Regions from separate parts of the Mus musculus genome. Here region 1 is linked to region 2. Evidence: chromatin contacts called from public HiChIP or PLAC-seq data. All regions are on one chromosome and are shown on one strand. The core of a region is the stretch at or near the end of the contact, and the rest is flanking DNA. Distances in the headings are between cores, read along the strand shown.

What was found. HiChIP or PLAC-seq counts read pairs in DNA pulled down with a chosen protein or histone mark.
Region 1: a contact with region 2 is called in an H3K27ac HiChIP or PLAC-seq map of embryonic stem cells, with 6 read pairs. The contact joins the promoter of Glipr2 here to the promoter of Rusc2 in region 2. A contact is called at or near these places in 3 of 115 datasets of contacts at active chromatin or transcription factors (bone marrow-derived dendritic cells, bone marrow-derived macrophages and embryonic stem cells).

The regions. Positions count from the first base shown.
Region 1 is chr4:43,956,270-43,958,969 of GRCm38.p6, reverse strand. Glipr2 (GLI pathogenesis-related 2) reads right to left here and starts at 1,268. Exons shown (of 5, transcript NM_027450.3): 1 at 1,197-1,268. The coding sequence starts at 1,209. Gm30377 (a long non-coding RNA gene) reads left to right here. Exons shown (of 4, transcript XR_881223.2): 2 at 1,484-1,580; 3 at 2,587-2,700.
Region 2 is chr4:43,405,236-43,407,935 of GRCm38.p6, reverse strand. It overlaps Rusc2 (RUN and SH3 domain containing 2), which reads right to left and starts at 1,434. Exons shown (of 12, transcript NM_199057.3): 1 at 1,256-1,434.

The DNA of each region.
Region 1 (2,700 bases), core at 19-2,518, 550 kb before region 2:
GGGTTGGTGACTGCCCCCCCCGGGGGGCCACACATCATATAGTATTTATATTCCGAATCATAATATCAAAATTACAGTTATGAAGTAGCAACAATGTAATTTTATGGTGGAAGGCGGGTCGCCAGAAGGTGAGGGACTGAATTAAAGGGTTGTAGCATCAGCAAAGTCGAGAGCCTCTGCTTTAGAGCCTCCCATGAGGCACGGATGATATTCTAATAAATAGGAAGCCTTGATGCCCACGAGGGAGGAAACTGAGGCAAGAAGATCTATTGCCCACCTGTCCCTTATCTATGCAGGAGTGACAACAAATGACACAGGGTGTGGGCTGTCCCTCTGAAGGAGGAGGGAGAGATTATGGATGGGACCCCCTGCTATCACAGGAGTTGAACACAGAAGGATGGGAAGGGTTTCAGGCTGGATGATGGGAGTAGTGAAGACTGGACCGGGACACGGAGGGGAAAGGACCTGAGTGCCTGCCTGCCAGCCAGCGCAGCTGTGTGGCAGAGGGGGTGCTGTCAGTGGCCAGAGAGCCGACAATGGGGTGGAAGGTGACAAAAACAAGGAGCGACAGGAAAACGGCTTTTCAGAAACGTAAACTTTACAGCCACAGGAGTGAGGGTGGGCGGCAGCAGGGCAGAGATCACAGGGGAAGTAGCTCTGCACAGCACCCAGCCTGGCACGGAGGGGCCTCAGGAGGTGAGCGAGAAGGAGACGAAAAGGAGTCTCAGAGCTGCCTTTAGTTGGGTGGAACCAGACTAGTTGCTTCGCAGCCTGGGATGCTGCCACGGTTTGGTGTCTTTTTCCCACTGTAACTTTGTCTTCCTCTGGACAAAGCATAGCCACGCCTAGGCAGGCTCAGCTATCCCCATCAGCGCTTAGAAACCCTCGCTGACGCAATCCCTGGCTCGCAGCCAAAGGGACCCTCCATCTCATTCCCCTCATTCTTTCTCTCCTAGCCGGTGTTCTTACCGCTACCTCCGCGCCACCCACCCCACCCCCTGGTTGAACCAGAAACAGCCGCTCCTCGGAACTTTGCTATGCGCGCTCTCCATCCCGCACCCAGGGATCCCGCATTGCAGCGAGAGTGACAGGGACTTTCCAGGGGCTCCCAGGGGATCATGCTCCAGATGGGGCAGGGTGACGGCGAGGGTCTAGGCGTCATCCCCGCTCCCCGGAGGGCCGTATGGGTGGCTCACCTGATTTGCCCATGGCCTGCTGTGTGCGCTCCTCCGCTCCGCTGCGGCTGCGTTGCGCTGCGCTGGCTAGCGGGGTCCCAGCAGCTGGCCGGGGCCGGGAGGGGCAGGGGCGGCCACAGCCACTCCCCCGGCGCCGCCCGGCCCCGCCTTATAAGGCAAAGGCAGCTGCAGGCGGAGGCGCAGGGGGCCACCCCTAGAATTCATTTGGCCGGGTGGGATTCCGCCGCTGGCTAGGGCGGTCCAGATGTGGATACGAATGCTGATTCTGAGCGTGCCTTGTCTCCTAGAGCAGCAAGTGCGCGCGCAAGACCTAGGGGCGTCCACGCCTTCCCTGTAGTTCCCCACGGTTCCCGCGCGACCGACGCCTGGAGAAGGCCTGGTGAGGTACGGTTCCCTCCGGCGCCACCAGGGGTCGGTAACCTCCCAGACTCAGTCTTTGGCAACACCACCCCCTCCCAGATCCCCAAAGTTCTGCTTCCCCTTCCCAGTGACACCATGCTCCAATCGCAGCTTCTTAGGACCCTGTCCCGCTATGCATCCCCAGGTTGTAACTGAACACTTTCCGGCCCTCCAACTCCAACCGCCCCAGGGTGGTGCCGCTGCCCGACTTGGACCTATCCTCTTGAACCCCACTGCCTTTGAGACCAACCCAAATTCCCCACCTGAGTTTGGATCCAGCACCCCCACATGTTGGCGTCATCTAAACCGAGACCCCCTGGTTAATTCAAAACACATTTTTCTCACCATAAAAAGTTAATGATTCACAGATTACAAGGACACTTTGCCTCCCCCTCCCTGGATACATATATATTTAAAAGATACATTTATTTGGGCCAGACATGGTGGCTCATGCCTTTATTCTTAGCACTTGGGAAACAGAAGCACGCAGATCTCTGTGAGTTAAGATTGGCCTGGTCTAAACAGTGAGACTTTACCTTTGTGCCCTACATAGCCGAGAATGATTTTAAAGTTCTGATCTTCCTGCTTCTACCTCCCTAGTGCTGTGACCACAGACACCCCCAGCAGTACCTATTTCTATGAATTTAAATGTATTTTACTTTTAGGTTATTGTTTGTCAGATGGAGTCTCGGTGTACCTCCCATTGTAGGTCAGGTCTGTACCACCACACCTGGCCAGACCCTGCAGCACGGAGCTCAGATGTATCCAGTAGGTTAGCGCAGAGCTAAATGCACGCCCGCCCACGCCCACCCCCCAGCCATTCCCTCTCTCCATGGCCAGCAAATACACTTCCCACATCCTAGCACTTCCAAGCAGGAGTAGAGTGGATACTGGTACTCATCTGACTTAAACGAGCTTTTAGTGCTGGGTTGGGATTCTGACTCTGTTCAATTCTCTGTTCCATTTTGCCGACAAATTCCGATGGAAATAGTCAAATGACCCAGGAAAAGTCCCTGTCACACCTAGAATCTCTAGAAAGCTATTTCAGAGGAACCAGAACTGCAAGGCCCTAAGGAGACAGCTGAGCACAGAGGAACCGCCTACT
Region 2 (2,700 bases), core at 185-2,684:
AGTCTGAACCTGCGGCCCCTTTCGTCCCATGTTCTCACATTGGTCAATCCTGTTTCCTGCCCTTCAGGCCCCAGTTCTCAGGCTTCTGCCTCATCCTGGCCCATTCATGGTTCTCACGACACTTCCCCCTTGCTCCACTGTGCTGTTCACAGTTCTTGGCTTGCTGGGAACTAACCTACTCTCAGGACACTCCCGAAATGCCCAGTCACACATTGTAAAACTCCCGTCTAATCTCCAAGTTGACTACCGGGTGAATGGTGGAAACAGGGCTAAGGATCTGTCTGCCTACGGGCAAGACAACTCCAGAAGGCCGCTTCCTGTCTTTGTTCACCCAACAGCATCCCTCTGTTGGTCACAGTACCTAGTTGCTGCTTTTCTGGTTTCTTCAGAGCTAGCAGGGAGGGAGGCAAAGGCATTCATTGTTATACTTTAGTGATCTGACCTTGACCTGAGGTCCTTCGGAGAGCCTCTGTGGGGCTGACAGTCTTCTCTAGGGCAGGACGAAGGGAAGAGGGCGGTATGGTGGATCAGGGGGCATTGGTTTAGCTTGTGCTTTGGTCCCTTCCTGCTAGGAAGCTGCTCTGTAGAGCAGGGCTGAGTATAACATAAGAGGTCAGGTGCCTTCAGCATCCCTCTCTCCATACGCTGTAGGGCATTTGCATTCATTCTTACTGCAACCAATCCCAGAGCCTGGCAGCTTCTACAATGGATATGTCTGTGTGCATACAAGTATGCATGTGTGGGGAGGAAAAGCCACCCAACCTTCTGGATAAGAATGCATAGATTCCTGCATGGTTTTCAGCATAAACTTCCACGAGCTGTAGAAGGGTCTCCACCCATTCAGCCTTTGTGTCCAGATTTGAAAGCTGCAGCTACAGCAGCTTCATTAGAAATACCCAGATAGAAAGAAAGAAAGGAAGGAAGGAAGGAAGGAAGGAAGGAAGGAAGGAAGGAAGGAAGGAAGAGAAAAGGATCTTGTTTCTTGACCAAACAGCACAGATAGATAGCATCAGCCCAAGCCTCTTTCTTGCCCGGCCCATGCATGCATGCAGAGATGAGTTTGTCTCCGCTTGCTGTCACTCTCCCTTTCCGAAAGACAAAGCCACCCTTCAGAAGCCAGAGCCCAGATGCTGATGCTGATCCGGCCTCTGCCAGCAGTGACCTCCCACCCCCCACCCCAGAGCCATTCCTCTGCAAGGAGCCTCGAGCTGGACCTGGTGGCTCCCGTTCCTTTTGCACGCCCGTCGCGCCCTACCTCGACAATGGCAGCTGAATCACTGGTCCTCGAGATCGCACAAGGGGGACCGGGCTGATACCCTGAGATCTGATTTCTGTTAGTACAATGGCATCCCGAGCTAATGCAGGGAGGCTGCGCAATCTCAGCCTGTCTTCTTGCTGCTGCTGCTGCCACGGCGGCTGGGCTGCGGTGACGTTGCTACTAAGGGGAGGGATGGGGAGGGAAAGGAGCAGGCAAGCCCACAGTGCAGCCACTCAGTTCCAGGTCGGTCCCTTCGGCCTGTTAGTCTGGGGGAGGGGCGTAGAGAGAGAAGTCAGCCACAGGGGGCAGTAGGTGCTGGAAGACGGAGACTTTCCAGACAGCAGCATAAAAACCCAGGGAGAGCCGAGCCTAGCTTCTCCTGGGTCCTGAGTGTTGGAAGAAGTCTGGGCAGAGCCTGGGCGCTTCCTTCCTTCCTTCCTTCCCTTCTCAGGCCGCTCCTTTCCGACCTTGGCTAGAAGCACCCCCCCACACACACTCCTCCCACTCAGGCAGTGAATGACTGCGTGTTTCCCAGCTTTTTCTTTAGTTAGGTTTCCAGCTGGGTTAGGGTGGAGGGTCATCCTGGAAGGAGATTTTGGAAGCCCCACCCAGAGGCTACACTAAACAAAACAATATTCCCAGCGACAGATCAGCATTCCACCAGCTAAACAACACCGGCATTTTTCACAAGGCCCAATCTCAGTGCTGGGTTTCCAGGGTCCCTCTGCGTAGGCTTCTGAAGGAAGCCCCTGGGCCACAGGGGGCTTCTCTGAGCAGGTGGCTCTGATGCTCCAAGTCTGGGTGGCTGCAGGCCACCTCCCTAACCCAGGGTTCAGCTGGTCTCCCGGCTCTTCAGAGGGTCTAACAGTTTAAGCGGAGCTGAGCCTGTCACATCAGTTTTTGGTTCTTGCGGACTTGGGTTCGACCAGGGTTGTAAGGGAGTCGATTCCCTTTAACCAGGCAGAGAGTCTGGAAAGTTCCTTCTCCCACAGGAAGGCAGGCAAAGGAAAGGGACTGGGTTCTTAGAGCCTTCGCTTCAACTGTGGACCTTCTGAACTACCTGCCTCTTCCTCTCTCGAGTTCTGGGCCATTCTGTGAGGATAACCGCGCAGTAGCAGACCACACACGAGCCAGGTGTGTAAGTGGAATCTGTCGCTGCTCACTGATGCCACCCTCCAAAACAGCAGCTTTCAGGACAACCATGGCAGCACATGCCTCTAATCCCAGCACTTGGGAGGTAGAGGCAAGCAGATGTCTGTGAGTCGAAGGCCAGCCTGGTCTACATAGAGAACTCTAGGGTGGCCAGAACTACATAGAGAGACCCTGTCTCAAAAACTCCACAAAACAAAACAAAACCAACCAGCCAACCAGCCACCTTCCTGGTGAGCGCTGTGGTTCCCAATGAGTCATGCGCATTTATTTGGTTTTGCTCTGAACTGTTT